Linked DNA regions of Rattus norvegicus: region 2 is linked to region 1. Evidence: chromatin contacts called from public Hi-C data. All regions are on one chromosome and are shown on one strand. Each heading gives the region's core, a stretch centred on a gene start, on an enhancer-like site or on the middle of the called end of the contact. The rest is flanking DNA. Distances are from core to core; before and after follow the strand shown.

Region 1 (6,974 bases), core at 3,723-6,222:
CATTGCTACCTATGAGGTCAGAGTCCAGGGTCAGTCCACGTATAGTCTTTAGGTAGTGGCTTAGTCCCTGGAAGCTCTGGTTGCTTGGCATTGTTGTATATATGGGGTCTCGAGCCCCTTCAAGCTCTTCCAGTTCTTTCTCTGATTCCTTCAACGGGGGACCTATTCTCAGTTCAGTGGTTTGCTGCTGGCATTCGCCTCTGTATTTGCTGTATTCTGGCTGTGTCTCTCAGGAGCGATCTACATCCGGCTCCTGTCGGCCTTCACTTCTTTGCTTCATCTATCTTGTCTAATTGGGTGGCTGTATATGTGTGGGCCACTTGTGGGGCAGGCTCTGAATGGGTGTTCCTTCAGTCTCTGTTTTAATCTTTGCCTCTCCCTTCCCTGCCAAGGGTATTCTTTTTCCTCATTTAAAGAAGGAGTGAAGCATTCACATTTTGATCATCCGTCTTGAGTTTCCTTTGTTCTAGGGATCTAGGGTAATTCAAGCATTTGGGCTAATAGCCACTTATCAATGAGTGCATACCATGTATGTCTTTCTGTGAGTGGGTTAGCTCACTCAGGATGATATTTTCCAGTTCCAACCATTTGCCTACGAATTTCATAAAGTCGTTGTTTTTGATAGCTGAGTAATATTCCATTGTGTAGATGTACCACATTTTCTGTATCCATTCCTCTGTTGAAGGGCATCTGGGTTCTTTCCAGTTTCTGGCTATTATAAATAAGGCTGCGATGAACATAGTGGAGCACGTGTCTCTTTTATATGTTGAGGCATCTTTTGGGTATATGCCCAAGAGAGGTATGGCTGGATCCTCAGGCAGTTCAATGTCCAATTTTCTGAGGAACCTCCAGACTGATTTCCAGAATGGTTGTACCAGTCTGCAATCCCACCAACAATGGAGGAGTGTTCCTCTTTCTCCACATCCTCGCCAGCATCTGCTGTCACCTGAGTTTTTGATCTTAGCCATTCTCACTGGTGTGAGGTGAAATCTCAGGGTTGTTTTGATTTGCATTTCCCTTATGACTAAAGATGTTGAACATTTCTTTAGGTGTTTCTCAGCCATTCGGCATTCCTCAGCTGTGAATTCTTTGTTCAGCTCTGAACCCCATTTTTTAATAGGGTTATTTGTTTCCCTGCGGTCTAACTTCTTGAGTTCTTTGTATATTTTGGATATAAGGCCTCTATCTGTTGTAGGATTGGTAAAGATCTTTTCCCAATCTGTTGGTTGCCGTTTTGTCCTAACCACAGTGTCCTTTGCCTTACAGAAGCTTTGCAGTTTTATGAGATCCCATTTGTCGATTCTTGATCTTAGAGCATAAGCCATTGCTGTTTTGTTCAGGAAATTTTTTCCAGTGCCCATGTGTTCCAGATGCTTCCCTAGTTTTTCTTCTATTAGTTTGAGTGTGTCTGGTTTGATGTGGAGGTCCTTGATCCACTTGGACTTAAGCTTTGTACAGGGTGATAAGCATGGATCGATCTGCATTCTTCTACATGTTGCCCTCCAGTTGAACCAGCACCATTTGCTGAAAATGCTATCTTTTTTCCATTGGATGGTTTTGGCTCCTTTGTCAAAAATCAAGTGACCATAGGTGTGTGGGTTCATTTCTGGGTCTTCAATTCTATTCCATTGGTCTATCTGTCTGTCTCTGTACCAATACCATGCAGTTTTTATCACTATTGCTCTGTAATACTGCTTGAGTTCAGGGATAGTGATTCCCCCTGAAGTCCTCTTATTGTTAAGGATAGCTTTAGCTATCCTGGGTTTTTTGTTATTCCAGATGAATTTGCAAATTGTTCTGTCTAACTCTTTGAAGAATTGGATTGGTATTTTGATGGGGATTGCATTGAATCTGTAGATTGCTTTTGGTAAAATGGCCATTTTTACTATATTAATCCTGCCAATCCATGAGCATGGGAGATCTTTCCATCTTCTGAGGTCTTCTTCAATTTCTTTCCTCAGTGTCTTGAAGTTCTTATTGTACAGATCTTTTACTTGCTTGGTTAAAGTCACACCGAGGTACTTTATATTATTTGGGTCTATTATGAAGGGTGTCGTTTCCCTAATTTCTTTCTCGGCTTGTTTCTCTTTTGTATAGAGGAAGGCAACTGATTTATTTGAGTTAATTTTATACCCAGCCACTTTGCTGAAGTTGTTTATCAGCTTTAGTAGTTCTCTGGTGGAACTTTTGGGATCACTTAAATATACTATCATGTCGTCTGCAAATAGTGATATTTTGACCTCTTCTTTTCCGATCTGTATCCCCTTGATCTCCTTTTGTTGTCTGATTGCTCTGGCTAGAACTTCAAGAACTATATTGAATAAGTAGGGAGAGAGTGGGCAGCCTTGTCTAGTCCCTGATTTTAGTGTGCCACGGGTATTCTTATTCCCCTTTTAAAGGAGGAGTGAAGCATTCACATTTTGATCATCCGTCTTGAGTTTCATTTGTTCTAGGCATCTAGGGTAATTCAAGCTTTTGGGCTAATATCACCTTATCAATGAATGCATACCATGTGTGTTTTTCTGTGATTGGGTTACCTCACTTAGGATGATATTTTCCAGTTCCAACCATTTGCCTACGAATTTCATAAAGTCATTGTTTTTGATAGCTGAGTAACATTCCGTTGTGTAGATGTACCACATTTTCTGTATCCATTCCTCTGTTGAAGGGCATCTGGGTTCTTTCCAGCTTCTGGCTATTATAAATAAGGCTGCAATGAACATAGTGGAGCACGTGTCTTTTTTATATGTTGGGGCATCTTGTGGGTATATGCCCAAGAGAGGTATAGCTGGATCCTCAGGCAGTTCAATGTCCAATTTTCTGAGGAACCTCCAGACTGATTTCCAGAATGGTTGTACCAGTCTGCAATCCCAGCAACAATGGAGGAGTGTTCCTCTTTCTCGACATCCTCGCCAGCATCTGTTGTCCCCTGAGTTTTTGATCTTAGCCATTCTCACTGGTGTGAGGTGAAATCTCAGGGTTGTTTTTGATTTGCATTTCCCTTATGACTAAAGATGTTGAACATTTCTTTAGGTGTTTCTCAGCCATTCGGCATTCCTCAGCTGTGAATTCTTTGTTTAGCTCTGAACCCCATTTTTTAATAGGGTTATTTGTTTCCCTGCGGTCTAACTTCTTGAGTTCTTTGTATATTTTGGATATAAGGCCTCTATCTGTTGTAGGATTGGTAAAGATCTTTTCCCAATCTGTTGGTTGCCGTTTTGAAGGACAGGGTTTAATTAAAAACAAAGCATGCAGGAGCCCGACCTAGTCAAGCAGAGAGTCTTTGCATTATTACATGCATCAGGAGTTTATTTTCGCAGCGCTAGGTGATGGAACCTAGAGTCTTGCTACTTACCAGGCAAGTGCTATCCCACAGAGCCACACGCCATTGATGCTTTTTAAAATATAAATTTGTTTGTGTCTGTGACAAATTCTGGGTATTTCTCAGAAACCAGAGCACTATAAAGAAACATCCATGCATGGCTGTTGAGATCAGGCTATGCCCTACCCTAAGTTACTACATATTGTATGGATGGATGTCTTTTAGGTCGTGCACTGTACTAGGAAACCCCACTTCACGAGGTAGCTTTTGAGTCGGTAGCTCATGGGTGGAGGCAAAAACTATACCATCTGTCCAGCATCCTCCAGCACGGACTGAGAGATGATTTATTCCTGAAATACACAGTGAGCCACCCTATAAATCTATGGAATAGAATTGAAACTGTGGGAACATGTGGGCATATAGTCCAGCCCCAAGAATTTACTAGGCACACTAGACCAAGGAACAAGGGTAACTCATTTACCTGATCAATAAAGTGGTGGATATCCAACATGAAAATCATGACTGAACATCTCATACCTGGAGTCTCCAAACAAGGACTCCCTGACTTCTGTACCCTCCAGATGTTGACACAGTCTACCGGGCACTTCCTGCCTGTCCATTTGCACCTGGAACAGATTTACTGTCTCAAGCTCCTGATTGTTTTCTTGATCACATTCAGCCTTCAACCCTTCTGATGAATCCTGTACCTTCTCTCACAGACCAGATTCCAACAGTTCCAGGCCCAGTCCCCACTGGAGACTGGTCTGGTTTGTCCCCCTATCAATACATACTTTCTCAGCCCACTTGGAAAAGTATGAATTCTGCTGTCGTTCTTTGGCAAGCATCCATCCACTACCTCATGCACACACAAATAGATGTGTGTGTGTGTGTGTGTGTGTGTGTGTGTGTGTGTGTGTATTTACTCCATAGTGTGGGAAGTAAAAGACAATACTAGTAACTAAGATTGGAATAAAGAGTCTCGATTCACCTCAGCGAGGCTACAGAGCACTGACACTGCTAATCCTAGTGAATGTATTGTTGTTCAGTGAAATTCTGACACTGTGGAAAGACACACGTTTGTCTGTGTTTCTGCCATAGGGTTCTCACAGCAGTGGCTTTTATGTATTTATTTTTATTGGTATTGGAACTTCCTCACCTTGATATAATGAACGGGTATCACTCCCAATGTTAAGAAACCTCTTCAATTGTAAATTATATATAATGATCCCAGCAACAACCTCCCAGGAAAACCTTTCGCCCCAGCCCTCACTTCTGTCTTCTCGCCTCTCATTTCTCATTCCTTATAATATCTGGACACTGCTAGAAGCCTACCATCATACAACAAGGAGTTTGAGATGACGGGAGTGAGAAAATGGATTCCCAGAAAATGACTCTTCTCCTCCTGGCCCAGACAGGACAGGGTGTGAGTTACTGGAGGAGTTGGGTGATTAAAAAAACTTTCCCTGTGGCTAGAATGTTTGTTTAGAAAGCAAGGAGAATTATCAGATAAACCCCTTAACCTGCTTGTGACTCTTGTAATGTAAACGGTACAAGCAATAAAGTGGCCAGCTGACGGCCTCTTACAGGACCGATCAAGCCAAGTGATTCCTTTTATATTCATTTACACAAGAAAGCAAACCTTTCTTTCCCAGTTCCTGACACACACTGCCTCAGCACAGCCTGTCAATTGTTTATTGGGTTGAGGAGAATGCCAGGGGTGGGAGGTGCCAGCCTCAGTCTCTGTTTTCCCTGGAAGCTTCTTAGGAAGCCATCTCAGCTTTTAAATGTGGCAAAACTCCTGTTGGGATTTACATAGAAGGAAGAATTGATTCTCTCTGGGTCATAAGAATTTCTGTATCTCCTCATTATTATTCCAAAAATGATTTTGCCTTCTCTTTACCCGGGAGGACTTGACTCAAACTGTATTTAATTTTTAAGTGGGCATACAGAATAATGCAAAACAAAACAAGTGCTTTACAGCAAGAACAAAAGCGCACAGACCCACAGACCCAATACCCTATCTTATTTGAAATTCCTGGAAGCATTCTAGGAAATGAGGTGGTGAATGTTAGTTGCAGACAAGGAAAGTGGGGGCAAAGGGAGGGAGGGAGGTGTTGGGGGAGGTAGAGAGAGTGGGGAAGGGACGGAAGGAGAGAGAAAGAGACAGAGACAGATAGAGATTTGTTAGGTAATTTTTGAGAGGCAGATACACTTCCAGGATATATTTTTTTTTTCTTGGGGGGGGGGATACTTTTTTTCCTCGCTTTTCATCTCCTTCACACACTGGCCGAGGCAAACAAGGTGAACAGATGTGCTCAAAGAATTAACTCTGGCCCAGGGAACATGGGGAGGAAATATTTCCTTTGAAATAGCCACCTTTAAATTCCATTAGTTCAATCTGATAGAGAGGGATCTGGGCAAGGAAATGATTTAAGCAGCCAGGCTGTTTGTCCAGACACGGAGCCCTTTTGTCATATGAAAAACCTGAAGACAAATTGAATATTTCTCCCATAAACTGGCAAGAGTTTAACATCCTGGCTTGAAGGAGACAACCACATTTGTTTTACTGTTAATAAATTCACCTAAGTAAGGATTTTTCTTTCGCCACTAAGTCCCCTGCCCCCTCCCCACTCGTTCAGAACAGCTCCACAGTCGCCACGTCTGTGTAAAACCAACTCTCCCCACGGAAAAAGCTGCATAACCAGTCAAAGAACAAGGCTGTGGGATTAGCACATTATGAAGAATAAAGAGAGGCCTTCAGCTTGCTGTCATGTGCGATATTTATCACATTCTTCATGACTGGCTCTAATAACAGCACCGAGATAGAACAAGCTTGATGAATTTTACAAGCACAAGTCTAAGGAATCCAGGAGACCAAACCCACTTCACTTGCAGATTTTATTAGTCTTTAAAAAAAAAAGTATGTGTGTGTGTGTGTGTGTGTGTGTGTGTGTGTGTAGGGGTGGGGGGCCTATTGCTACAAAAGTAGGCTTGGATTTTGTCTGTTATGCTAATGTATTCATAGAAGAAGCTGGTGCTGAAGGCGGGTCTCCAATTAAGACAAATGAGTCACATTGAATTTCTCCCCCAGGGCACAGCAGGGGTGCTGGCAAAATCTACTTTATTCTTTGCTGTCAGGACTGAACTCGAAACAAAAGCATGAAAATTCAACACATCCACTTACAGAATAATAAAGGCTGTTGTTTAAAGCGTGAAGAGTTTTGGCACCCTTCTGGGGCCGGCTGCAGATCGTTCTTCCTCTCTATGGCTAGCACGCCATCGCTCTTGGAAATTAAAGATGTACTTGGTCGGTTAACAGCTGAGAGGAAAGCAGCCTGAAACTCAATTAGATTTTGTATTAAGCAAATAAATCAGGACTGACTGATATTGGCTAAACGAAAATGCATTACGGGCTGACAGTAATTCTAATTTGATTGACAAATATACGTGTTGTGTTATTAAGCTAAATGAATGATAAGAATCCTTTTCTTTTTTTTTTTAAGTTTGAGAATTTTGTTCTAGCAAACAATTCTTCTCTTTGAACTTGGGAGGAACAGAAAACAGACCCCATCTACCACTTGGTATTGCTTCTCTTCTGCCCTGGAACACAAGGAATCTGTTTTCTGTTCCTGGCAAAGAGTTGGAGACAAAA
Region 2 (6,325 bases), core at 204-2,703, 480 kb after region 1:
TACATTTTCAATAAAATTAAGTCTATATTTACACACTGTTTTATAAAAATACATTGCTGTGACAAGTCAGGCATGTATCTCTGAATGATTAGGATTAACCTCTGGAAAACTAGTCTCTAGAGTTTTTTCCCCACCATGTATGATGTACCTAGCCATGCATACACCACAGTGCCTGTAGAAATCAGAGGACAACTTGTGAGATAGTTCTTTCCTTCCATCATCTGGGTTCTGGGGCTCAAACTCAGGTCTCAGGCTTAGCAGCAAGTGCCTTCATCCGTGTGTGTGTGTGTGTGTGTGTGTGTGTGTGTGTGTGTAGCAGCTTACTCATGGAGAACATCTACTGTAGAAGAACTCTCACAAGACTTAATTCTCATGAGTCACATGGACTCTGGCACTTAGCCTACCAACAACATATCAGTAGGAAAAACAGGCAGGTGGGACAGAAGGCAAATTCAGATACTACAAAGAGTCTAATATCATTAGATATTAGGAAATTCTTTACATATACATTTAAGGCAGTAATTATGTTCCTTCATGCATTGAGTCATGGTAGGGAGAAGACAGGGCATAGAAGAAAGGACCCCATGTAAGGTATCGGGAAATATTTCCAGACCATGGCTTCCATGGGTCACCTCAGCTGAGCCAGTGGAGCATCACCATCCAGTCCTATTGTAGTGTTTGAAAATGTGCACTGCACCAAGACACGGGTACCCTTACATGCGTATACAAGGCACACACCAATCTCTTTGTTGTGCTCCAGGAGCGTGTATCTGTCTTTGTATCAGTATCTCAAAAACACTTTAAAGATGTTTGAGAAAAGACATGTCAATCTGTTTAAGTAACGGCCTCTTTGAAATTTCCCCTGGTATTTTTAACACGCCTCCTCAGAAAGCTAGACACAATTGCAATCGGAGCAAACAAAGACAATTTGCGTTTGCAATGGAGTAGCTTAATGCTTTCCTTAAAGGTGTAGCTTGATTAATTTCTTTTATTAGGCTAAGCAGGATGATCCACGAAGGAAAGTGCCTTGTAGCTACAGAGAGTTATTATTCATTATAATAAAGGCCAGGGTAGCAACAGCTCAATAATGGGATATTAATGGACTTTTTAACAATGACGCAACAAGCAGCTTTAAAGGAAGCAGGATGAGAACTTCTCAATGGTAAAAAATGAATTGTGTTCTTCCCAGGGAAAAGGAAATAAACACTGGCTATCTTTCAGCCTTTTCTAACTTTACATCCACATTAGTAGAAGCAGTTCAGATCTGCAAGGGAACCCCGTGCCTTCCACAAGTGGATGCAGGAAAAACTGACTCCCATCGGCTGGGGTTTAATGTTATGAATCTGACTTGTCAGCCTGATGATTCATAAGCAGGAACAGAGAGAGTGTGAAGCCTGCATTTCTGAGGTTTGGGAATAGATTAGAGTGTTTAGACAGCTTTCATGTCCGTTCTCAGCCAGCCTTGCTGGACATGAAAGGAACTTCAGAACAGTCTCTAGCTCTACAACAGGCCCAGAGTTGAGATCTAGGGAGATGAATCATTGCTTGTTCAAAGTACAATGAGCCGAATGTCACTGAAGCCTACACTAGCAACCTTTCGAGAAAACCCTGTTTCTGTCTGTGGGTAAAAAAAGTACATAATAACTCTAAATAAAATTAGATGTCTGTGCTGGAAAGATGGTCTGTGTCTCTGATTTCACTGGCTAATGAGAAGCAACCTTTGAGAGAATTTTTTACACGGTGGTATGTAATGCTTGCCCTGGGGTGAGAGGGTTGAAAATTTTTCCTTACTCAACAACGAAATGTCTTTCACAGTGGTTTGATTCTTTGGTGGACCACCATCATTTGGTCCTAACTTTACTCTGTCTTTGGTTATTTCGCTTTTACTGGGGACCCACTACATGCCAAGTATTATGTGCTGGGTTATAGAGATACATGTTTAAAAGGCAATAAGAACTCAGAAAGCTATTATGGAAAAAATGTGTATACGTTGACCACAAAATGTATAGTGAACATCCCAATGAAATTAGTGAGTCTCAGAAACAGAGGGGCTTTTCTCAGGACTGACTAAGAGAATGAATGGGTAGCTGTTTCCAGAGGATGTAATGCATGACTTTGGTTTTGTGAGACAATTAATAGCTTGACATTTGACCAAAAAATGAAATCAAAAAATGCAAAGAATGAATGGTGTGGGCAAAATCATGGAGCAATAACACAGAGAATGAATATAGAAGGAGGCTTGTACAGGACTGTGGGTTTAACTCCTGAAACTGGGAGGGAGAGAATCAGAAACAAGAAAAGGGAACTCATGGACTTAGCTAAGAAAACTCTTACCTCTTTCATAGAAAGTTTGTTTCTGCTACACTGAAGTTAACCTGTGAGCCAAGAAACATGATGTCGATGGATAGTCTCTGGACTGAGATAGCAGAGGCAGCAAGACCTATCTACAAGAGAGTGAGTGAAGCTAGACAGAGTAAATGCAAAGGAGACAGTGAAGTGGGCAAACCATTCAAGATGAAATTGTAAGGGTTTGGGGATGTATGTAAGTGTCTTGAGTCACTTGGTGGAGACACAATTTTTAAGGAGGAACAGAGCAGCATGGCCGTGCGAAGGTCAAGAAACTGACCTAAAGTAGAAGGGGAGGGTATAGATGTTCACAATGTTGAGCTTAGGGTGACCATAGAGGTTAGGAGTCAACAAGAACATGATAATCCTCCCAGCAAGGCTGTAAGACAGGTTTCACAGTTGTACATAATGGCAGGCAAAATAGAGCAAGATGCAAAAGTGAAGCATCCGCGTTGTGCTCTCTGCGTTAAGTTTCAACTCTCCTGAGTACATCCGAAAAGGAGGACATGGATTTGACCCACCTGAAATGAGGAGCCCCACATCTCTCTTGTGTATTTCTCGTGCGTCTTTTCTACTTATCCATGATGCAAGTCATTGAGCTATGAAAGACTTGATTGGGATATTAAAAGGTAATGGGATTGCAATATGTAAAGGGAAGATTTTTGAATCCATTCTAGTCCAAAAGAAAAGCAGTCTGTGAGCTAAAGCATCAGTGAAGTGTGTTTCCCCGGCTCATACATGCGCTGTAAGAGTTTCCCTTAAATCTGTCCAGTGTGGTTGACATTCATCTTTTTTTAACGTAATGTCCACTTTTCTAAATGTTTGACCTTCCCCTTGCTATATATTCCTACCTTTCATATCAAAACTTTTCTTCTAATTTTGTTTAAGTACTATAGATGACCACTTCCCATGGAGTTTACATAAAGGAACCCAAAAAGACTCTGGGCATTTGGACGCCAGGCTCTTCTTCTGATTCTGTGTTTTGTGTACAAAACTCTTTGCAGCTTTTTAGTGTCTGGTAGAAAACTTTGAACAAATGAGAGTGCATGGACAATGTACTCTGTAAGTTCCAGTTATCAGTAAATAATATTAAGTTTTCCCATTTCACTAGCAGTTAAGAATCATGCCAATTAGCTGGCTGGGGGTGGCATACACCTTTAATACCAGTACTTAGGAGACAGAGACAAATGAATCTCTGAATTTGAGGCTGACCAGGTCTACAGAAGTTCTAGGACAGTCAAGGCTACTCAGCAAGACCCTGTCTAGATATTAAAAATAAACAAGGAACAACAGCAAGAACAACAACAAAAAATTTCTGTCAATTGACCAATCCTATTGGTCTGGAAGATGGTGCAAAAGATAAAGACCTTTCTGCAAAGCCTAAAAACTTAGAGTTCAGTGTCTGAAACCCACAGAATGGAAGGAAATAAACAGCTCCAGAAAAATTTCCTCTAACAAACACACATACTCCCTCACACACATCCATAAATACACACAAACACACACAGGCACACACACACACACACACACACACACACACACACACAAACACCCACTAGATAGATAGATGATAGATAGTTAGATGATAGATAGATAGATAGATAGATAGATAGATAGATAGATGATAGATAGATGATAGATAGATAGATAGATAGATAGATAGATAGATAGATAGATAGATAGATAGAATAACTCATAACAAGTAAATGTAGTAAGTGGTATTATAGTTCGAATGTGGAATGTTCCCCATAGGCTTGTGTCTTTAACTTGATTCCTAAGTGTTGTCGCTGTTTGAAGATATTGGAGAACCATCAAGAGGTAGAACCAGGGGGCTGGAGAGATGGCTCAGTGGTTAAGAGCCCCGACTGCTCTTCCAGAGGTCCTGAGTTCAATTCCCAGCAACCACATGGTGGCTCACAACCATCTGTAAAGAGATCTGATGCCCTCTTCTGGTGTATCTGAAGACAGCTACAGTGTACTTATATATAATAAATGAATAAATCTTAAAAAAAAAAAGAGGTAGAACCAAGAAAAAGTAGGCTTCTGGGAGGCAGGTCTTATAGGTTGATGCCCAGCCACAGTTCTGGCCAAGTTCTCCCTGATCATCCAAACATAAACAATAGCTTCATGTTCCCACTGCCAGAACTGTGAGCCATGGTGAGCTAGACATGCCTTCATTGCCATGACGGATGGTACTTTCTCAAACCATGGGCCAAAAAGTCATCCCTCTTTTAGAATTCCATCTCTAGTGTGTTTTATCAGACTAACAAGAAAATCGACTACTATAAAAATCTGATGCCAGGAAGTAGGGTAATGGAGCTGACCATGTGGCTCTGAGGCTTAGGGACTTGTGTGCTGAAGAAACGTAGAAGCATTCGGAGCTGCAGTTTACTGAAGGCCTTGAAGGCTGTAAGCAATGGAAGTTTTAAAGAAACCATAGGTCAAAAAGGTAGACAGTGAAGGGTATGCTGGTGAGGTTTCAGAGAGGGGCAGGGACAGCTTTGAAAATTGCAGAAAATAGGAAAACCATTTGCATTGCATTCCGGCCAAGGACCTGGCTACTTTCTGCCGGTGTCCTGAAGTTTTCCGTGAGGATAAACAGAAAAGCAACAGACCAGATCCATTTCGTGGAGGAAATTGTACACAGTGGAGGTTTGGCTCAGGCTACGGCATTACTGTTGTTACGATGTCAACCAAAGTTCATAGTAACTGAGCAGAAGGATACGAAAACACTGCCCTGAGTCAAGGAACAGAATGTGAATCCAGTTAAATCTGTGACTGGAGCAGATGCTGACAGTATAGTCACGATTGTTAATGGTACCCACTAAAGACAAACAGTCCCTTCTGCTGGAGGACAGAAGAAAAAGTGACTGCCGGGTCAGACGTTACTCCTGATACCAATGATCAGAGTTAGTTATTTTTCTTATTAGTAACAAGTCAAGTCAGGAAGGATTTGTTTAAGCTTAAGATTTGACCATGTATAAGCCATTGTGCCCAGGAAGGCATAGTGGCAGTGTGACCCACTCAACAGGAGGGAGACAGGGACGTAGTTCCATCCATTGGCTTAGGGGTTATAAAGTGGGCTGAACTCAAGGCTAAGTTGAAACTCTCACCACCACCAACTTCTGCTAATCAAGCCTCACCTCTTAAAGGTCCTATAACTGCCCAAGGCAGTGTCACCTGCTGGGAACCAAGTATCCAGACATATGGACATGTGGGTGGGGGCATGGATTTTTCACATGTAAACAATAGCAAAGAGACTGTGAAAAATTTGTCCGTTGAGAGCAAGAAATGAGAGTATTAAGAAGCATGTGTATTCGAGAGTACAGTGGGCAGCAGGGTGAAGAAAATAAATGATGAGCTGATCAAAAGTTGCCGAGCCAGCATTCCAGTGGCTTTCCAGGTTTGTCATTAAAACTCTCAGTCGTGCTGGAATAGTTCATGCTTACTACTGCCTCCCATCTTTGTTCAGAAGTGTGTGGGCTCATGGTATAATCGTCTGGAAGTGTTGGTACAGAGAATGGCAAGTGTGAGCAGCTGGGAAGATGGCTTAAGACTTAAGAGTGCACAGTGCTCTTGCAGAAGTCCTGAGTTTGGCTTCCGGCACTCAGATCAGGTGGATGACAAGTACGCAGGACTCCATATTTGGAGCATCAGGCATCCTCCTTTGGCCTTGATGGGTTCCTGGAGTCACAAACATAGATGCATACATGTTCACATGATTTTAAAAATGTATTAAAATACATCTAAAAACAAAGAATGGGAACTATGTTAATGCCTGAGTATATTCAGTCTACTTTTGTTGCTTCATATTCAATTCATATCTATGAGAAAGTGATGTTAATTAATACCTCTGATTGACACAGGTGGTACAGTGGGTGACTCTATACAATGTTGAATCTGGGGCTCAGTTAACCTCCTGGCAATGTTAGCAAGGCCCTTTCTCATTTCCAGACAACTTTACTAAAGAGTTTGCTCT

Evidence for each region. Hi-C and Micro-C count contacts between places; a contact is called where the count stands out from the background.
Region 2: a contact with region 1 is called in a Hi-C map of Schwann cells, with 6 times the contacts expected there. The contact joins two enhancer-like sites.

The regions. Positions count from the first base shown.
Region 1 is chr18:50,807,944-50,814,917 of GRCr8, forward strand. No RefSeq gene overlaps it. Among named protein-coding and RNA genes, the nearest start is that of Zfp608, 200 kb to the left of the region's middle. Within about 2 kb of position 4,973, at least 41 of the 93 cell types and tissues checked have an H3K27ac peak or open chromatin away from gene starts, as enhancers often do. A contact at or near this core is called in Schwann cells, where this site is marked.
Region 2 is chr18:51,292,373-51,298,697 of GRCr8, forward strand. No RefSeq gene overlaps it. Among named protein-coding and RNA genes, the nearest start is that of Zfp608, 690 kb to the left of the region's middle. Within about 2 kb of position 1,454, at least 30 of the 93 cell types and tissues checked have an H3K27ac peak or open chromatin away from gene starts, as enhancers often do. A contact at or near this core is called in Schwann cells, where this site is marked.